Linked DNA regions of Mus musculus: regions 1, 2, 3, 4 and 5 are each linked to region 6. The links are chromatin contacts, called in public HiCAR-type, HiChIP or PLAC-seq and promoter capture Hi-C maps. All regions are on one chromosome and are shown on one strand. The core of a region is the stretch at or near the end of the contact, and the rest is flanking DNA. Distances in the headings are between cores, read along the strand shown. Region 1 has its middle 62 kb from the start of Gm34790. Region 2 overlaps Arl15 (ADP-ribosylation factor-like 15). Region 3 holds the start of Mocs2 (molybdenum cofactor synthesis 2). Region 4 overlaps Arl15 (ADP-ribosylation factor-like 15). Region 5 overlaps Arl15 (ADP-ribosylation factor-like 15). Region 6 holds the start of Ndufs4 (NADH:ubiquinone oxidoreductase core subunit S4).

Region 1 (3,010 bases), core at 425-2,924, 370 kb before region 6:
TTTTAGAAAAAAAAACAACAACAACAGCTCATTGGCCATGTAATTGATGAGAGATGAACAAGAACTAAACTAGCTTCCAGATGTTTATGTATTTTAGTCAATTACTGCAGAGCCCATAGGTACAGATATAGCTATCATCACTATTGTATTACCAATATCTCCTCATTCTCTGGCATTCAAGTTTTAAAAGCTAATTCTATGCCAATAGGGATTTAAGGGGAATATTTAAATTATGAGAAATGAATTCACCAGTCTTTTCCATCAAGTGTCTGGGACTCATATTACCATACTTGGTCTCTAAGCTCATTTAAAAGCTGTGATCCTTTCTATCTGGCAGGGTTTTGGGATATAGACATGATCTTGTTTTCAACATGGAATTGGGAGTTGGGGGAGCTGCTAAGTTACCGTTCCCACTGAGTTATGTGTAGAACCATTTGGTCAGTTTTCAATCTCTGACACACTTGTCTTCTAGATTTGACATTTAAACATTAACCTACTCAGACCTGTAAGTTGGAGAAAGCCAGTGACGATGCTCTTGGGGGATTCGTGTTTGGTGCCTCTCTCTTGTGACTGTGTGTTTATGCTGAAGATGCTTTTTAGTTACTTGAGCTAGGGTGCATCTTAGAAAGTGTTTTTCTGGCCACAGACAGATACCATCTGTACTTAAGTAAACGTGGAATTATTTGTAAGGGGGAAAAGATTATTAGCACCAACTGAAAACCAAATGTTCCTAAAGTGAGTCCTTGGAGCAAATGACGGAGGGTTCACAGGGTTTCTTGGAAACGTTTACAAGACGCAGATAGTTTACCTAAGTCATTGGCATTGAGAGACCACTAAATATTGCTTTAACAATTCTTAATGATTTTAATCGTCAGAAATTATAGCTTACACACACACACACACACAACTGGGTGGGAAGGACAGTATATGTGCTTTAAACATACATACTTAAATTGTAAAAAATATTTTGTGTATCTACAGACATTTTTACATGGCATACAAAGGGAAATGTATAATTAATTCTTTTTCCCCTATTACTGCAATAATTACAATCACATAGATTTTCATAGAAATTTTTTAAAGCTTTTACTATTTTATCCATTGAGGGAAATTAAGCTATGTGTACAAGTTAATCCATAGAAAAGCAGATATGCCTCATGTTTAATTAGTTCTATGTTTGCAGAATTGCAGTCAGTGCAGAATGCAATGTAAATGAAGTTAAATATCAGTTTCCCTTGGCCATTACTTGAGAAAACCACCCAGTAGTGTTGTATGCCAGGGATGTGTGTCAGAGACAATCCATCCTACAAGAACACATGTTCCTGGGAGGCAGCATATACAGCATGTATTATTTTCCCTGTGTACCTTTTTAACAGACAGCTATGGACTTTGATAAAATTTTCAAAATAGATTTCTTGATCAGGTGAGGGCTAGAATGAATGTTCCCATAGACACTGTGTGATGGCACAGAGAAAAGGAGACAGTTATCAATCCCTAAACCCTCTGGGTAAAGGGAAACGATTGTTGGATTTGAGCTGGGCACGATGTTCTCTGCTGCATGTGATAATGACTGTCTGAGGTAGGAAAGAGTGAATCAAGCAGAAACCATGCCTATTGTACTTAGACGTCCTCCCTGTTCACCTCCCTGCTTGAAGATAATGAAAATGGGGTGTGGTTGGTGCTTGTGGAAGGATTTCAGTGTTTTACACTGCTCATTCCTGCCTCAGAGCACGTCTCAACCATATCTGTCTGGTGTTGTTCCTTGGGTAAACAGCGGAAAGCTACCTCGGAAAGCCTCTATTGGCAGCCCATACAGAGATTCTACCTACATGTGATCTCAGTTCTCCTTTTCAGTTCACTGACGCTGAGATTAAGAATCTCCATGCCTATCAGTGAAGGAGACTGTTAGGACATTCTGGGAATTTTTTTCTTTCATAGTAGCTTTAGGAAATGTTCTTAAATCGCCACTACTGGAGCAGGCATATGGCCACTTCTTAAGACTTCCCAAGAACGTATCCTTCACAGTACAAATGAACCAGTTTCTAAGAGGACTGTTAGCTTTGGATTGGAAGCAAAACTTCAATTCTGATCAATTTCCTTGTAAAGTTTCCAACGTTACCTAAATGCTAGTTTGGCTAAATATCTGAAGATGATAGAACTGATTACAAACAAAACTCTTACCATTAATAAAGAAAGAGCTAGGTTTATTTATTTGCTTTTCTAATGACAACCAAAACCCATGATGTGAAAGAGCCTTGCATCTTCTCATTCTTCAATAAGCTACTTCACTCAGGTCCCAGATCTTATGTGTGGTGTCTATTTTAAAAGCCTCCCCAACCTCCCTATTACAGGAGGACTCATATTCTCCCTAAAATCCAAGGTCCTAACCCCAAATGCAACTGTGTTAAGAGATAAGATCTTTAAGGAATTATTTACCATTAAGGGAAGACATAATTGGTAGGGCCCTAATTTAGAAGGTATCCTTACAGGAAGTAACTCAAATTGTCTCTTAACACCTCTTCTCTCTTTCTCTCCCCCTCTCCTCTCCTCTCCTTTCCCCTCTCCTCTTCTTTTGATGAAAGATGTAAGTAAAGTCATGGGAAAACACAGCAAGAAGAACCAGGAACCAACTCCTATGACTTGTGGATTTTGGCCTGGTACCCTCCATGGCTACGAGAAAGTGAATGTTGCTTAAGCCATGAGTTTTGTGCCTTTGCTGAGGCGCCCTCATCAGATGCTCCTCATTGACAGGATGTGTGTGGCCTCCTTCCCAGTTTTCACATCACTGTGTTGATTTCCTTTACCACATTTATCACAATTGGTAATGGTTATTGCAATGCATTTACTTTGTCCTCACCATCAAGATAAAAAGTTCTAAGATCACTATAGATGTTTTATGAATTGTCTGTGGGGAACAGAGAAATGCCAAGGAACCAGGACTCCATAGCAAAAATAGCTTATAGGAACTAAACTAAAATAGCATCTTAGAGTAGATTAGGTAAGAGAAAAG
Region 2 (3,152 bases), core at 43-2,542, 340 kb after region 6:
TCACTGCCTGCGCGGCTGGAAACATGGCTCAGTGGTTAAGAGTACTGGCTATTTTTCCAGAGAATGCAGGTTCAGTTCCCAGCACCGACATGGTAGCTAGCACACAACCATCTGTAACTGCAGTTCTCTCAGGTACCCTCTTCTGGCCTCTGTGGGCACCAGGCATGCATATGGTACACATACATATATGCAGGCAAAACACTCATATGCATTGGAGGGGGAAAAAAATCATAGCTGTATGTCCAGAGTTCAGTGGCAAACCAGTCCTGTGCCACAAACCAGGATAACTGTAATTTGGGTGAGAAAGTTAATAGACATCAATACCAAGATGATAGATGTTAGACTTCCTTGACAGGGATTTCTCATCAGCTACCACTAAAATGTTTTCTCTTTTGTTTTTGGTTTGAGATGCAGTCTCTTTATGCAGTACAGCATGAACCTGAACTCATAATCCTCCTGCATCAGCCTCCTGAGTGCTGGGATTGTAAGTATGGGTCACTATGTGTGGCCACAAAAGAGTCTTGGCAAACAATGAGAAAGATTCATGACATATACTGAAAAGAAAGACGAAGCTGTCAGGAAGCAGGACAGTAAAACCAAGCATCCCTGTTAGAGCTGAACTGTACAGACGTGAGGTCAAATCCCCCTGCACACTCTCAGAGGAAAGCACTGTGATTCAGTTCTCCCAACAGCAATCGCCAGGACTCACTCTGAACAATGAAGAGAAAATGAGCAAGCCCTGTGAAGCCAGTGAAAGCCAGGACCAAGTCAGGGACCAAGGCAAACAGCAGCCACAGCTCAGAAACCCAGGGGACAAAAACATCTCCCTTGTTTGCATCTGGAGCCCAAGAAGAAAAAGGGAAAGAGGGTGGGGAGGGCTCCTCTCCACTCAGAGAAATAATGGCAGAATAGGGCTAGCCTAGCATGCGTGCCGTCCTGGGCTGGGGCATCCTTAACTTCAAGAAAAGGAAAGCGAGAAACAGTGAAGGAACATTCCCCCCATTTGTAAAAGCCTACAGATATAAAAGGCTGTGAGAAGCTGGAACAGCCAAGACACCGAAGAGAAATTGTATCTTGACACACTATAATCAAGCTTCTTAAAAAAAAAAAAAAAAAAAAACCTTTCAGAGAGGGCTGAATGGAGCGAGAGGGCTGCCACCTCAAGGATAAATACTTAAAGGACCCCACATTCCCAGCAGAGGCCTTGTGAGCCGGAAGGAACTAGCACGACCTGTCCAGGCGCTGAAAGGAAAAGCCTTTCAACCGGCATCTCACTCCTAGTGAAAACAACCTTCAGAAATGAAAGGGAAACAAGGACACCCTCAACGAAGGAGGGCTGAGAATGTGTCACCAGTGTGTCACCAGCATGCCTGTCCTGAAACAACGACTGAAGAAAGTTCTAGAAACAACAGACATGGTAACTGATACAAGCTGGGACGTTAGGAAGAAAGAAAGAAAGAAATGAAAACATGAATATAAACAATGCACGCTTCTTTCCTTCGGTTAGACTTTGTTTATGAACAAATCCAAGCCATCGTGGCCTGAAGTGTCCTTCAAGCAGCAGATAGGAAGCCACCTTCATGACTGAGGAGAGAGATATAAGGAAATGCTGGAGGGCAGAACAAAGGGCTCAGTTTTTCTGAATGATGTATTTATTTTTAATTTACATCCATACATTGGTGTTCTGTCTGTCTGTCTGTCTGCGTGAGGCCGTCAGATCCCCAGGAACTGGAATTACAAGCAGCTGTGAGCTGCCATGTGGGAGCTGGGAACTGAACCCTGGCACTTGGGAAAAGCCACGAGCACACCTAACCACTGAGCCATCTCTCCAGCCCCATAAGGGCTCAGTTAACCTGGACTGGAGCCCGAATGGCAGCACCTCCCACCCCTTCCACTCCCCCATCTGAAACTGCCTGAACCGCCAGAGGGGATGTTTCAGGCAATCACAAGCCTGGTTGATATAGAAGCTAACACTCAGAAAGAAGGCATTCTACCTTTCATTAAAATTAGGCAAACACTGACAAATAGATGTATAGTATCACAGCTAGAACACACTAGAAAGATCCTACAGTAGATGGGTTTAAAGCATTTAAGGTGAATTGAAATAAACTTATTTAAGATGGTGAAATCACTCCTGGGAAGACGTGCAAAACGAAGCAGCAGAACCTGGAGGGAGGTGAGAGTAAAAACACATCGTGAAGTGGCTGCTGTCAGCCCATCACAGAAAGCTAGCAACAATGAGGAGCTGATGAGGAATCTCAGGGGTATCACAGAGATTTACCCACAGGAAAAGCCGACTTGGGGGTAGGCATACACCAGACCAATCCCGGACCCTCATTCTGATGTTTATTGTAAAGGTTCAAAAAATGTACCTGTGGGAACTGTGATGGGTACATCAAGTGTCTCTGAACTACATTTAAATAATTCTCTAATATACATATGTAAGTGTGTATGCATGTATGTTTATATGTATATGTATATATATATTTACAGTTATTCTTTTTTTTTTATTTATTTCATATATGTGAGTACACTATCGCTGTCTTCAGAAGAGGGCATTAGATCCCTGTTACAGATGGTTGTGAGCCACCATGTGGTTCCTGGGAATTGAACTCAGAACCTCTGGAAGAGCAGCCAGTGCTCTTAACCGCTGAGCCATCTCTCCAATCCGCAGTTATTCTCTTTTACAAATATTTATTTTTACATGTGTTTGTATGTGCTTGTATGTGCATATGTATTTGTAGATATCCACCGGAGCTGAAATTACATACAGGTAGCTGTGAGCACCATGTGAGTGCTGGGAATCAAACTCACTTGCCTTTTCAAAATCAGTCCACGCTCCTAACTGTTGAGCCATCTCCTCAGGCCCCAACTTTCTGATATTTTCAAAATAAAAGTCAACGGTACATCTATGGGCAGGATCGAGCTATATGAAGGTCACAGTACTTCCAGGGCTCACGAAGGTAGCTAATGTATGCTCGGTGCTTGCTAAGAACTATAATTCCTATTGTCTGCTGTGTGTGAGCGTCTGTGTGTACATATGACATGGTGTGTGTGTGTGTGTGTGTGTGTGTGTGCAGGGGTGGGGCGTCAGAGATCAACTCTCAGGTGTAGGGTTTGTCTGCATGACTTCAGGTAGTCATGCTTGGGTT
Region 3 (3,052 bases), core at 72-2,571, 430 kb before region 6:
GTACTCTTGTGTGAGAACACACATACGCACACTCACACGTAATTTACACATTTTAGAAACCTTTACATGTTCATCATATGCACTCTATAACGTTAGCTACCCAGGATGGAGACTCTCTAGCTCCTTCCACAGCTCTGACGCTTTGATTTCCTGTGGCACAGAAATGGTCTCCGAGCGAACTCCGGCTATTTCAGCACTTTTTGCAAAATACAACACGTCAATCTGAAAGGAGAGAGGATAGTCTAAATAACCCGCACCAAGAAGGCTCCTCGCTCCCCAAATGCAATGGCTCACAAAACTTCAGTATTGGCCTGGTGGTGGTGACACATGTCTTTAAACCCAGAACTGGGGAGGCAGAAGCAGTCAGATCTATGTGAGTTCAAGACAAGCCTGGTCTACCAGAGTGTAGTTCTGGAGAGCCAGGACTACACAGAGAAACCCTGTCTCGAAAAACATAAACAAACAAACAAAACACTTCCATATATCTATAGATTCATATTTGAGACAAACGCTTTAAAATCACTTCTGATTTCTGCCTACTGTTCAGACCTCTCACAATCTCAAGCTTGTGTGGCAGCATTAAAATCCTACTAAATTTCCTTAGAAAACATGCTAAGTCTGACTTGACACGGAATCGATTCTTCCATCAGCCGCGAAGCAGAGACAGAGGTCTGAGTCAGGGGGTGGATTACACAAGTAAATTAAATAACCCAGTCAGCAAAGGCCTAGCTTTCATTTCACAGTGGTCAAATGACCTTTGATTCCGTCCTACATTACGATTGAGTTACAAAACACAGAACATTTGACATGCAGCAAAGCAAATGGGCTTGAATTACAGGATCAACTGGTAGTTTCTAGGCCAAACCCGTGTAATCAGCCTGGGAACTAAGGGACCTGACTGTGCACAAGGTCTCACCTGTCACTCAGTACAACTCGGTCTCTCCACAATAATCACGGCTGCTGCAAACTATCCTGAGCCTGTCAATCATTGGGTGATGCGCATTTCCTCACAATAATTCCTAACTAGGAGCGTTTTAATTTTAAAAAGTGTCAAAATAAATCATCCGGAATGGTAGGGAAAAAAACCGTCTAGGTAATCGGTCGTGAAGGCCATGACCTGGACACCAGAGTTCGGGGACAGAACTTGACATTCAGCGAGCAGCAGGCGCAAGACCCGGAACCCGGGAGGAGTTAGAGAGGAAGGGGCGCCCCAGCCGCGCGAACCAACTCTTACCTGGCACCTAGGAACCATCCCGCTACACACCGCGAAGCCAGTTCTCCAACCCCTAGAGGCGCCGGTGACTCAGAGCGCATGCGCAGCCGGATGCTCCACCTTCTGGGTGGTGCTCAACCCCGGGCGTGTGGACACTGCGCCTGCGTACACTTCGCTCCGCCCCGCCACGCCTCCTGCACCCACAAAAGTTTACTCTGCTTTTGGATCCCAGTGCTGCGACCTCTTGTGTGACCCGGCAGGGTGGCCTTCCCCAGGCTAACCTATGCGGCCCCTCCATCCAGTGTGGGATCCGGGTTCTTATTCGCAGCGTGGAGACGGTATCTGACTGTCACTTCAGTGTTTTAGGCGCTCAGGAGTTTCTGAGCCAGCGACCCCATCCAGACTTCCTAGGTACACATCTCTGCCTTAGTTGTCGCGTGGGTACGTGGATTTAAGTGGCCCTCGCTGGGCGCTCAGTCCGGGTTAACCGTAACTGTGTTCCAACTGTAATCTTAGTAAAAACCTTACCTTTCAGTTGAGAGTGGCGGGGGGCGTGGCTGGGTCACCTGCTGTAGGAAGTCTCACCGAGGAGATTCTTGTGCCAAATACATTTGCCAAAATAGTAACAAATACGGAAGGAAAGGACATTTCACGTTCTGTGTCAAGCTATGGGAACGTAAAAATTGGGTAATAAATTTCCAGAAGGAAAATAGTTGGCAAGATGGGTGTACTCAGTTCAAGGAAGAAATAGAAATGCAGAAGGGGAAGGGTGGGCAGAGGGGAGTAATAAGCCCGATTATGATTTGCATCAACATTTATTTTGATAAGGTTGCTAAACATTAAGGTTAAATATTTATGTCCACATGCTGTTAGGTAAACGAGGAAACTGACAGTCACTCTGGGCTCCTGGGTCGTTTCCAGTGACAGCAATGAGCAATATCTTCAATAGGCTAAGAAACAATGCATAGTTCAATGTGGTTTTGCAAACAAACTGGTGCATATAAAGGCTAGAGCCTATCATTCCTGCTTGGGGGCGGAGAGGGCAGGTGGGACCTCAAAAATTGCCTAAGAGCTCTTCCTAAAAACTTCCTTTGGTGGACTCAGAGATGAGACAGGGTTAAGCCTGTGCTAGGCTGCTCTGCCAGAGGACGCAGGTTCAATTCCCAGCATCCACATAGGCGGTGCTCAGACACTCATACAGGCAAAACACCCACACACATAAGAAATAAAATCTTAACAAGGACAAAGACAAAGCTCAATAATGTTTTACTCTATTCAAATATTAAAAATCCAATTATGAGACCATGACATCAGGATAATGCCATTCATTTTGAAAATATCCTCTTTATTCTACAAGATTCTTAGGGCTGAGATGTTGCTTAGTGTAAAGTCACAATCCACAGCACTGAACAGTAAAAATTTTTAAAATTCTTTTACAAGTTAAAAGAAATAATGTTTTCAAATGGCACACATTTTCCTGCGGTTTTTCTGTTGATGGATTTAACTTAATAGCTTAGTTAAAAAGAAAAAAAATTCTTTGTCAGCCTATTCCAAATCTTGTTGGGGAAACACGCTGTCTCCTTTCTGAGTTATTAGTGGAGTGAGTCTTTTCAAGGTTTTTGGCCTCTAGTACTTCCAGTTTCTATTCATTTTTTTCTTCATTACTCAAATAATAAAAAAAAAAAATACAGCCCTATCTTAAGTTCTGATTGCAAACCAGACTAATACCAGGATATTTTCATGTTATGCTGAAGACTTTAATGTTATTTTAGTTACAAACTCATTAATTACATAAGTGGGTAATTAGAATGGAACATAATAAATTACTAGGAATAGCCT
Region 4 (2,871 bases), core at 237-2,736, 380 kb after region 6:
ATAAAAAGAAATGAAGAGCTTGACTTTCCCAAAAGACAAGAGAACCACTTTTTAAAGGCTCCCGAATTTCAGAAGTGGAAAGTTAGCGTCAGTCAGAAGTAGGAGTGGATCTTACACACACTAGAGAAATAATACAGACTCTAGAGGGAGAACCAGGGCAGGTGACAGTCATGGCCTTCCCCATCTGCCTCCCTATGGATCTCAGTCTGCCCTGCATGAGTCTCCTGGAGCAGACCCCATGGAGACAGACATCTTCTCTGGAGTTCCTAGAAACCTATGCACCATTTGCCCTTAAAACCAAAGCCCAGTAAGGCCAGCAACTATTGAAACGTGGCAACACGGTCGGCAGAGGGCTGGGCAGTGGTTTAAAGTGAGTATACTGTAATCTATCTGTCTGTAGAATGCAAGAAAGGATTAGGATGGTCTAGAAAAGCAGACAAGTTTTGGTAATGGTTGCTTTTATGACAAGAATGGAACAGCAGAGCTATTAAAAAATGGACGTCATGTGAATATAATCCATCTCATAAAATACTGGAAATAAACTGCCTCACTGTGTCCTTTCTTAAAGGATCTATGCCAGTTATTTGGCTCCTTGTATTGAGTCACAAGTCTCCCCACAGTGTGTATGGTACAGAATTTAGAGCAATTTACTTGGGGTTATGGCAATTTAGGGCTTGTCCTTACTTCAACCCAAATAACAAAAAAAGTAACGTTACTTTTCAAGCTATTTCATCAAACAAATAAAGGCTAAAACCACAGCATTTGGGACTTGGATGAGAGTGACTATCAGGTTTTACAACTGGTACCTTCAGTCAGGTTCTAGATCAGGAAAAAAAATTGAACAAGAAAATGAATACAAAATAAGGGGAGTTAACAGAGGAAAGGAGCTGGCTTCAGAAATGAGAATGGGAAAGGACACATTCCTTCCCCGGGATATGAACAGAAACAGCTGGAAGGGAACACGGAGGCCAGAGGAGCAGAGGCTGGAGATGGTGAGGCCCAGCACCTCGGGAATCAGCTCCCTGAGCTAGTTTCTCTCAAGTACCTCGCCTTGCCTGGTAGATGTCTAGTTGGGCAGCCCTCTCTCCTTCGTGCTCCTAGGTACCAGTCGAAGCATTCTGCATAACTGCAAAAGGAAATTCCCCATACACAAAGTCTTAGATGCTAGGAGTAATAATAATATAAAAAAAAATAATACACTAAGCTAAAAACTAAACTGCTGATAATAAACATGGTTCCTTGTCGGGGGTTCCTGGGGTGCAGTGTGTCAGTGAGTGCAACTGGCAACATCTTCCAGGGGCAGGGAGAGGTTGGCGTTTCTGTGGCTTGACAGACATTCCCTAGGAAATAGGAGGATTTTGTAGTTGGGTTCCACAGCGTTGCCAAACTGTTGGGAAATGCACAGCAGACCTGGAGAACACAATGAGGTCCCTGTGTTCACTAGACCCTCCCTCTGGAGCATCAAGCAGCAGCCCTGCCCCAGGAGGCTGAGAGGTCACCGACTGGGAAGGGATGCAGCTTTCTCACTGGGTACAATCGGACCAGAGAGGAGCCAATCCTGGACAGAACTGCTTTTTCTCCCGTTTCTGGTGTGGAGGGGCGCTGATGTGTAATGACAGACTCCAAACTCAGTACCGTGAACTCACGTCTCCCGATGTTTCTCTTGCGACTGTCGAAACGAGTTAGAACAACTCATTATTTTCTTCACCCAAAGGGCTTGCCTGCTACTTCTTGTTTTTATCTCAATTAATTTCATATCTGCTGGACTAACACAAATTACCACTTCCCTGTCTTGCACTTTTGATTTAAAAATAAAGCTAATCTGGGAGGTGTTTAAAGCTTTATTAATATTTATATGGCCATTAGAGGTGGCTATGATGCTAACAAGCTTCTTTTTAAATTAGCATTTCTCCCTCCACTGCGCTCCTCTGGGCTGGGACATTCCTGTTCTGACCGCACCATTTTTAACATTTTTCTTAGGGCACCAGCGGAATCTCGGAGGGTCACAGAGAAGCTGGTTTGGGTTTTCCCACCATTTATCTTGCCCACTCTGCGGAATGAGTCAGGCTTGTATAATACATTTCTTTTTCTCGAGCTCTGTCAGAAGAAATTCAGAGGTAGCATTCTGACTCACAAATGCAGACATACTATGTGACGATCATATACTAGTCTGGCCGATTTACTGGGGCCGATGTGGGCAGTATTCCCCTATTGCTATAAACAAGAAGAAAACTGAAGACAATCACCATTGGTTTATCATAAAGGGAGCTATTTCTATTATGTTCGGTTGTGGCTTTTTTGCCACAAGAGTATATGTTCACCTGGTATCTTTCACGTATGGCCTAAAGCCATGCTGGTCACCCTCCAGCTACTAGTCAGATCCAACTTTTGAGCACTTAAAAAAGCATCAGAGAGCGTCTCGGAGCCTTAAACAGAGAGAAAGAGCAAAGACAGCAGTTTCTAACTATGTTAATGTCAGTGTTACAGGATTTATAATGCCAAGTTAAAGTACAATTAACGAGTTATTTAAATAATAAATAACTAAACGAGTTTCACTTCTGCTTCTTATTTTCATGTGATTATTAGAATAATGATGAACAGTATGGCTCCCGTTTGGGTGCCTGCATAATATTTGGACAGCTCTGGGTAAGACGAACAAGGAATATGAGTCAGAGTTTTAGGAGCCAGCATTAGTGAGACGCTTGCTCTGCTGGATGCTCTGCCTGCATGACTTCCAGCATCACAGCAAGGCTCACAGGCTACACCTCCGCCTTTTGATAGGCGTAAGCGTGCTTTTAGTGTAAGTGTTGACCTGACTTCAAAAGCTGCCTGTGATACGAACAAGTCCATGTCTGCATGAATCCAAAGCCT
Region 5 (3,034 bases), core at 141-2,640, 470 kb after region 6:
CCTTGGCTTTTACTTACATCCCACTATGCCATCTCCTACAAGATTAATGACCACAACAATCACCAGCCTCCTCTACACCACCATGTCACTCACTTTTTGGATTCACATGAAGACTGGGTCACACTGTCCGCAACTCTTCCTCATCCCTTAGGCTCCTCGTGACTAGACATATCTCTGCGTGAGTATATATATATATATGAATGACAGACAGCACTACACAGCTATGACTGGCTGCTTTGGTCTTTGTTTGGGGAAACAAGGCTCACTCAGCTCTTCCCATGTAGTTCCTCTGGACCAGCTTCTGGAGGGCACGGGGACTGGCCCCACTATGTGAACCAAATTACCATAAATCCTAAATACAACATGAAGTGTGCGAGGCTGCAGGATGGCTCAAGGAGTAAAGATGCTGGCCACCAAGACGAAGGACCTCAGTTCTTCCCCATGTGGTAGAAGTGAGGAGCTAACTCCCACGAGTTCCCTATCTTCTGGCCTCTACAGATGCTGTGCCACGCACACATACTAGATAGGTAGGCAGATAGATACATAGATAGACAGACAGACAGGCAGATTTTGCCCAAAGTTATGCAATTTCATCTCCATGCTCTCTTTAAAATCCAAAACACAGCAACTTTATACCCAAGCCCACCAAAATCTATGTCATCTTTTGATTCCTGTCGGTGAGCCTCAGACACTGACAGATGACAACTGAGCGATAACACTCTGCTCTCTTTCCTCTTCCATTCCTCCCCAGAGTGTCAGCTCTGTCCCATGGCTGAGTCACACAGCCTGTAATGTCACCCAGCATGACAGTGCCCTGGGCTCGCTCCACCACTGTCCAGAATTCCCCAGCTCTGTAGTCCCCACTGCTCCGATGGAGCCCAAACTAAATCTGAATGATAGAGAAAGCCTCCTCCCTCTTCCAAACTTAGACTAGGGGGAAACAGCACCGTAGAAGAGAAACACTGGACTCGTAGTACGTACAAAAATATATATATATATATATATATTTGAAACCTATCTCAGAAACCTAGGAATACATATGTATTGAAAACAAGTGGCATGGTTCACAGAGAAAGTGTTATATTTTGAGCCAGCTCCAGAGAACTTTTAAGTACGTGCCATTTCAGAGCTGGGAGGAATGTTCGTGCTTTGTAAATCGGCTCCCCAAACTGTACAGAGTTTTCATTTGTTTCTTGTTTTAAAACCTAATGAAGCTTTGGATCTTATAGTCAATTTACTTAAAATTACTCACTTTGGCCTCTAGACTATACTGTACCAAAGGTCACTGGGTTTGTCTCCTACAGCAGCCCTCGCATTGTTAAGAGTAAGCCCCTTTCATGGCTGTACAATGCGAGACACAATGCTGTCGGCAGTCCTGACAGCGAGCGGCAAACTCGGGCTTCATTCCCAGGCCAGACACTGCGGCATTGTGTGACTCTGCTCGAGCCCATAAACCTATCCGTGCTTCAGCTTCCCCATGATTAACCAGTAACATTTAACACTATCTGCCACTTCCTTTCTTCAGGAGGATGTTAGCAGGCATGAGTTCAATGCTTTATGCTCCTCAGAAAGGCGCCAGATGGACAAATAACTGCTCGCCGTGATGCTCATTTTCCTAAGGTATCTTGGCTGCCAGTTAGCTTCTCTGGGCAAGGGTCTGGCAGCCCAACACACAGCCCAGCTTGGAGCCCCTTCTATCAGCGCAGCGCAGCCCCTCATATTCCCAACCCCGCCCCAGCTCTCAATCCAGGTTCTGCACACAAAATCCAGGGCCCTGGGCAACAGGAAGCAAGGAACAGATCAGTGTGAATTGTAATCCCACTCTCACGGGTACCGCTGTCACCGTCTCCCATGCCTAGACTGTCGCAGCCTTTTTCCACGGGGTCAATTATTACTTGTTCCTTTTTGAAAAGAGGAAGGAGGTCATGTGTATTGAGAATAAATTATTTGAGAACAAATAAAAGGTTAAGGGTAAAAGCAGGGCTTTGGATAAAAGTCTGGTAGCCAGCCCGGCAGCCAGCCCTACAGTTAAGATCCTCAGGGTCTTAAGCTTTGCCCGTTTTTGTTGGGAACAGGGTTAGACAGTTGGCAGATGCAGCGATGCCGAGAACACAGTAGGTACTTGTTGGCTGTCTGCATAATGAACCAGCGCTGCAAAGTCCTCATTTGGCATGTAGCTATGGACTTCATTGGCCCTTGAGGACCCCAGCTATCCTCTGAACCACGCAGTAGTCCTTCAAACACTGCAAACACTTGACCATCTTACACTATGACCTTGGTCTTCCCTTCCCTATCTACTGGCTGAGCCTCTGTTTAAAGTACTGTTGGGAGGGCACGTCTTCAGCCTCCTCTTCATTCCTTTGTACTATATACACTGCCAGTGCTGCAGGTAAGACTCCTGTGTGTGTGTGTGTGTGTGTGTGTGTGTGTGTGTGTGTGTGTGTGTGTGCGCGCATACGTGTGTGTTTCCCCGATTGAATTTACCAGCCGACAGAAATATGCACTCGGACCCAAGGATAAATCTATTTTTGGTTTCATTGGTAGTTTTCTAAAAGTTAAACTTTTATAGATTCTGTAGGTGGCCAGGCATCCAAACAGCCAGAGAATTGTCCTGGCACCACATATTTCTGGATGAGAAGCTGGCTTGCTGAAAAGCCCTGCCCTGGCATCCAGCCCCTGCCCTGCCAGGATTCCCTACCATCCCGTGGCATGAAATTCCCAGCCTTGTGGGACATGGCATGTGTTTCAATCAATGCTCTGTTTTCCACCATGAATACAAGATTTTATTCTGTGCACGATTCCAATTTGATTGAAGCTCTATAGTTGCTGGAAAGTTTCCTCCAGTCGGCTTCAGGTCTTCCCCCAAGCCACACATACACAGCCCAAGCCACGGTTTCTTCCTTCTTTAAATATGGGTCTCACCAGATGAAAAACCTGATGGCTTCTGTAACAGATAGCTATGCATTTTTCTTTCATTTTTAATACAAGGGCGGAGCTACACACAGCACTCAGGAAATGCTTGTTTGATCCATGA
Region 6 (3,080 bases), core at 344-2,843:
TATAATAAGGTGTCTGGCTTTTCCGAGGATGAGCTGAGCTAGAAAAGGTGTTTAGTAGAAAAGAGGGGAATGTGTGACTTCTGACCCCATAGTTTTGATTGCTGAGCTGAAGCAGATTGGGCAAATGCAAACATCCCTGCAGAGGGGGACTGTGGTTTGGATCAGAGTCCTACTAGGAGAGGCAGGGAACATAATCAAATTCTAAATACATTTCAAAGATGGAGGCAAAAAGAGCAACCAAGGACCACCCTAAGAGGCTCCGCTAGACAGCTCAGTGGTAAAGTACTTGCCACCAAACCTATGACATTAGTTAGAATGAGAAAACTGACTGTTGAAAGCTGTTCTCTGACCTCCACATGTGCCGTGGCACCCATTTGTATGCATACATACATAAATAAGTACATTAAGAAAGAATCATGACAGGTATTGTGAATACCCAGGCCAACGCTATATCAATATGAAAACTAATGTTCTCCCATCAGTGTTGGGGTATCGTTTGAGAAACAACGTTGAAGACATTAGTGGATGAAAAGGTCTGTGAATACTCTGGAGGCTGAAGAAGGAGGGTGGTAAGTTGAAGTCTAGCCTGGATAACATCGAGAGATACTGTCTCTTACAAGAAACAAAGAAGCTAGGAATGTAGATCAGTGATGAACTGCACACCTGTCCCTGGATTTGACATCGCAGACTTGGAAACAAAAAGAAAAGAAAAGAAAAGGTTTGTTGAAGCACTGAGGAGCCAGGTGCGATTAGATAGGACACTTAAACCTGGTTATCGTTTATAATCTTTGCTTTTTGTTACTTTTAATGGCCATTGGAATGGAATGGGTGACAAATGGAAGGGATGATGGAGATAGGAAGAATAATCAAGATGGCTCCGCCCCTTTTCCGGGTGGGGCGCGGGGGGGGGGGCGAGGTGTTTGCTTGGTAGTTCCAGTGACAACCTTCCATACTCTACCCTCAACCTCAAATCAAAGGCTTATAAGAGCAGATCACCAAGCCTTTGGTACCTGTATGCTAGGTAGGCAAGCACTCTACCAACTGAGCTACATCCCCAGCCCCCACTAGATTTCATGTAAATCCATATGGTCTTTCTTTCTTTCTTCCTTTTTTTTTTTTTGCGAGGCTAGCTTTTTAGTGTGGAAAATATGATTATTATAACTACAGACCATCAAACTGAGTGCAGCCTGTTCTGAAGGCTTGCAAACGGAATCTGGCAACACTTTGGGAAAGTACTACTTTAGTTTCTCAAAGACTCAAGAAGCCCTCCGGCTCTTCCAGTGGGCCCAGCCTCAGATATTCCGAGTTCTTTGAAAAATTATGAGTTACAGGTGTTTACATTTTTCGAAGCGTTTTCTTTTGGGCTTCTCAGCCTCAATGTAAATGACCAACCTTACTAACAAGGATTACTTTCTATAGAGGCATCATTTGCATTCACTGAGTCCTTTCATCCATTTCCCTCTTTAGTTCTTTCAGCTAGAACTTTAATTTCTTTTCTAGGTCCTCAATCGCAAAAGGAAAACAAACAGAACATGCCTCTGTTTCACTGCGGCCGCATTGCTTTGAGAACGGAGGAAGTGAGTCCCTAGCGGGGATCCGTACTCGCATCCTGGCGTTTGCCTACAGGAAGATGGCGGCGGTCTCAATGTCAGTGTCGCTGAGACAGGCGATGTTGGGGCGAAGGGCAATGGCTACAGCTGCCGTTTCCGTCTGTAGAGTTCCATCCAGGTAACATAACTGTCAGCCTTGTCGAGCTATTCATTCAGGGTTCCCAGGTCGCTCCACTTTGGGGGAGGCTGGGCCGGCTGGGCCCCGGAGGCGGCCTTGGGAACGCGTCCTCCCTTGACCCTTCCTCGGGATGCGGGGACCGACGCTGGTTTCCGGCGAGGCGCCTGCGGGGCCTGGGGTTCTGCAGCTGCGGACGGGCGAGGGTCTGTGCGGAGGAGCTGTGAACTGGATCGTGGCTCCTGAGAAGGGGAGGAGTCTGGGCGACCTCTCTCCCAATGTCCTACATCCCTTCCGCTTGTCACCTGCTTGCCCCATTCCAGCCTGAAAGGGTAAATCCCTGCTATCCTTTCCCTGGCTTTAGTTAATATCGGCTGGGCTTCCAAACAGAAAGGTTGTTGTATTCATCATTGTGCATAAGAGGAAAACTTCTCAGGACTTCAGAGTTTATAGCAATATCCATCGGAAGGTTACAGCGTACCTGTTTTTTGTCTTTCTAACCAGTGCGTTCCAGTCTTAAGTTCCACCACGGAGCTACGCTCTCAGGCAGCAAGGTGGCTTTTATTTTGATTTGTTTACTTCGTTTGTTTGTTTGAGACAGATCACACTATGTAGCCCTAGATGCCGGAAGGTTTCTTGTGGTGACTGCCCCCTCCCTTCCCCCCCGCCCCCCTCCGCAGCATTGCTCTATTTTACGTAGTCTCTGTTTTCCTGGGTGTATAAGATACTGGGTTTTATCACTTGTTTCGAAGTTTGCTCCTGTGAAGAGTGGCCTTGTATTGACAGCTGCATGCTGTGGAGACTACATTCAATGTTCACAGTGAGGATGGGTCTGTAAGGGGTGGGAAGAATGTGGTACAAAAAAAAAAAAAAAAAAAAAAAAAAAGGAAAAGTCTGGCACACTGGTACAAGCCTTTAATGCCAGCCAGCTCTGGGGAGGCAGAACCAGAGGCGGCTGGATCTCTGTGAGTTCCAGGACAGCCAGAGCTACTTAGAGAGACCCTGTCTCAAACAAGACCAAACCATTAAATACCTTTAAGAAAGAAAAAGGGAACTAGTATCTATCAAAATGCTTGTTAAATTAGTGTTAAGCTCAATACAGAGGGAATACAGAGTTAAAGTGAGCTGGTTGGAACTTTTGGAGACAAATTTTGATGCAGTTTTAAGTAGTGGTTGTTTTGTGGGAAAGAAAAGGTTGCCCTTAGTAAAGTCAGGAGATTTGTAAAAGGCCTCAGGGACTGGGGATAGAGTTGAGTTGGTACAGAGAGTGCCTAGAGTTCATGATGTACTGGCTTCAGTCTCCAGCACCTAATAAAACGTTCCTCGGGCACATAAACTCTAATCCCAGCACTCCA

Evidence for each region. Promoter capture Hi-C pulls out the DNA fragments that hold promoters and counts their contacts. HiCAR-type assays count read pairs that join an accessible place to other places. HiChIP or PLAC-seq counts read pairs in DNA pulled down with a chosen protein or histone mark.
Region 1: an H3K27ac HiChIP or PLAC-seq map of extraembryonic endoderm stem cells shows a contact between it and region 6, with 5 times the contacts expected there. The contact joins the enhancer-like site here to the promoter of Ndufs4 in region 6. A contact is called at or near these places in 7 of 39 promoter capture datasets (the 3T3-L1 cell line, HPC-7-derived erythroid cells, cranial neural crest and 3 more), 1 of 15 datasets of contacts at CTCF or cohesin (the NIH/3T3 cell line), 1 of 484 Hi-C or Micro-C datasets (the 3T3-L1 cell line) and 3 of 115 datasets of contacts at active chromatin or transcription factors (extraembryonic endoderm stem cells, heart atrium and stem cell-derived neural progenitor cells).
Region 2: an H3K4me3 HiChIP or PLAC-seq map of embryonic stem cells shows a contact between it and region 6, with 2.5 times the contacts expected there. The contact joins the enhancer-like site here to the promoter of Ndufs4 in region 6. A contact is called at or near these places in 7 of 39 promoter capture datasets (the 3T3-L1 cell line, cranial neural crest, embryonic stem cells and 2 more), 3 of 115 datasets of contacts at active chromatin or transcription factors (double positive thymocytes, embryonic limb bud and embryonic stem cells) and 1 of 9 other capture datasets (adipose tissue).
Region 3: a contact with region 6 is called in a promoter capture Hi-C map of liver, with 2.6 times the contacts expected there. The contact joins the promoter of Mocs2 here to the promoter of Ndufs4 in region 6. A contact is called at or near these places in 15 of 39 promoter capture datasets (3T3-L1-derived adipocytes, the C10 cell line, the HPC-7 cell line and 11 more), 1 of 484 Hi-C or Micro-C datasets (CD4 T cells), 2 of 115 datasets of contacts at active chromatin or transcription factors (astrocytes and stem cell-derived neural progenitor cells) and 1 of 9 other capture datasets (pancreatic islet).
Region 4: a promoter capture Hi-C map of second pharyngeal arch cranial neural crest shows a contact between it and region 6. The contact joins the enhancer-like site here to the promoter of Ndufs4 in region 6. A contact is called at or near these places in 3 of 39 promoter capture datasets (the 3T3-L1 cell line and second pharyngeal arch cranial neural crest), 5 of 115 datasets of contacts at active chromatin or transcription factors (the SCID.adh cell line, bone marrow-derived macrophages, embryonic forebrain and 1 more) and 1 of 9 other capture datasets (adipose tissue).
Region 5: a HiCAR-type map of astrocytes shows a contact between it and region 6, with 2.8 times the contacts expected there. The contact joins the enhancer-like site here to the promoter of Ndufs4 in region 6. A contact is called at or near these places in 3 of 39 promoter capture datasets (the C10 cell line, the HPC-7 cell line and hippocampal neurons), 6 of 115 datasets of contacts at active chromatin or transcription factors (astrocytes, bone marrow-derived macrophages, embryonic forebrain and 2 more) and 3 of 9 other capture datasets (adipose tissue, embryonic stem cells and macrophages).

What each region holds. Positions count from the first base shown.
Region 1 is chr13:114,754,540-114,757,549 of GRCm38.p6, reverse strand. No RefSeq gene overlaps it. Among named protein-coding and RNA genes, the nearest start is that of Gm34790, 62 kb to the left of the region's middle. Within about 2 kb of position 1,674, at least 4 of the 459 cell types and tissues checked have an H3K27ac peak or open chromatin away from gene starts, as enhancers often do. A contact at or near this core is called in extraembryonic endoderm stem cells, where this site is marked.
Region 2 is chr13:114,046,436-114,049,587 of GRCm38.p6, reverse strand. All of the region lies in intron 4 of Arl15 (ADP-ribosylation factor-like 15), which reads right to left. Among named protein-coding and RNA genes, the nearest start is that of A430090L17Rik, 100 kb to the left of the region's middle. Within about 2 kb of position 1,292, at least 11 of the 459 cell types and tissues checked have an H3K27ac peak or open chromatin away from gene starts, as enhancers often do. A contact at or near this core is called in embryonic stem cells, where this site is marked.
Region 3 is chr13:114,816,506-114,819,557 of GRCm38.p6, reverse strand. It overlaps Mocs2 (molybdenum cofactor synthesis 2), which reads right to left and starts at 1,321. Exons shown (of 6, transcript NM_001113374.1): 1 at 1,235-1,321. Gm34790 (a long non-coding RNA gene) reads left to right here and starts at 1,334. Exons shown (of 3, transcript XR_382937.4): 1 at 1,334-1,624.
Region 4 is chr13:114,009,851-114,012,721 of GRCm38.p6, reverse strand. The region is part of intron 4 of Arl15 (ADP-ribosylation factor-like 15); the gene reads right to left. Among named protein-coding and RNA genes, the nearest start is that of A430090L17Rik, 140 kb to the left of the region's middle. Within about 2 kb of position 1,486, at least 47 of the 459 cell types and tissues checked have an H3K27ac peak or open chromatin away from gene starts, as enhancers often do. A contact at or near this core is called in second pharyngeal arch cranial neural crest, where this site is marked.
Region 5 is chr13:113,916,632-113,919,665 of GRCm38.p6, reverse strand. All of the region lies in intron 1 of Arl15 (ADP-ribosylation factor-like 15), which reads right to left. Among named protein-coding and RNA genes, the nearest start is that of Arl15, 120 kb to the right of the region's middle. Within about 2 kb of position 1,390, at least 56 of the 459 cell types and tissues checked have an H3K27ac peak or open chromatin away from gene starts, as enhancers often do. A contact at or near this core is called in astrocytes, embryonic forebrain and hippocampal neurons, where this site is marked.
Region 6 is chr13:114,386,607-114,389,686 of GRCm38.p6, reverse strand. It overlaps Ndufs4 (NADH:ubiquinone oxidoreductase core subunit S4), which reads left to right and starts at 1,593. Exons shown (of 5, transcript NM_010887.2): 1 at 1,593-1,728. The coding sequence starts at 1,631.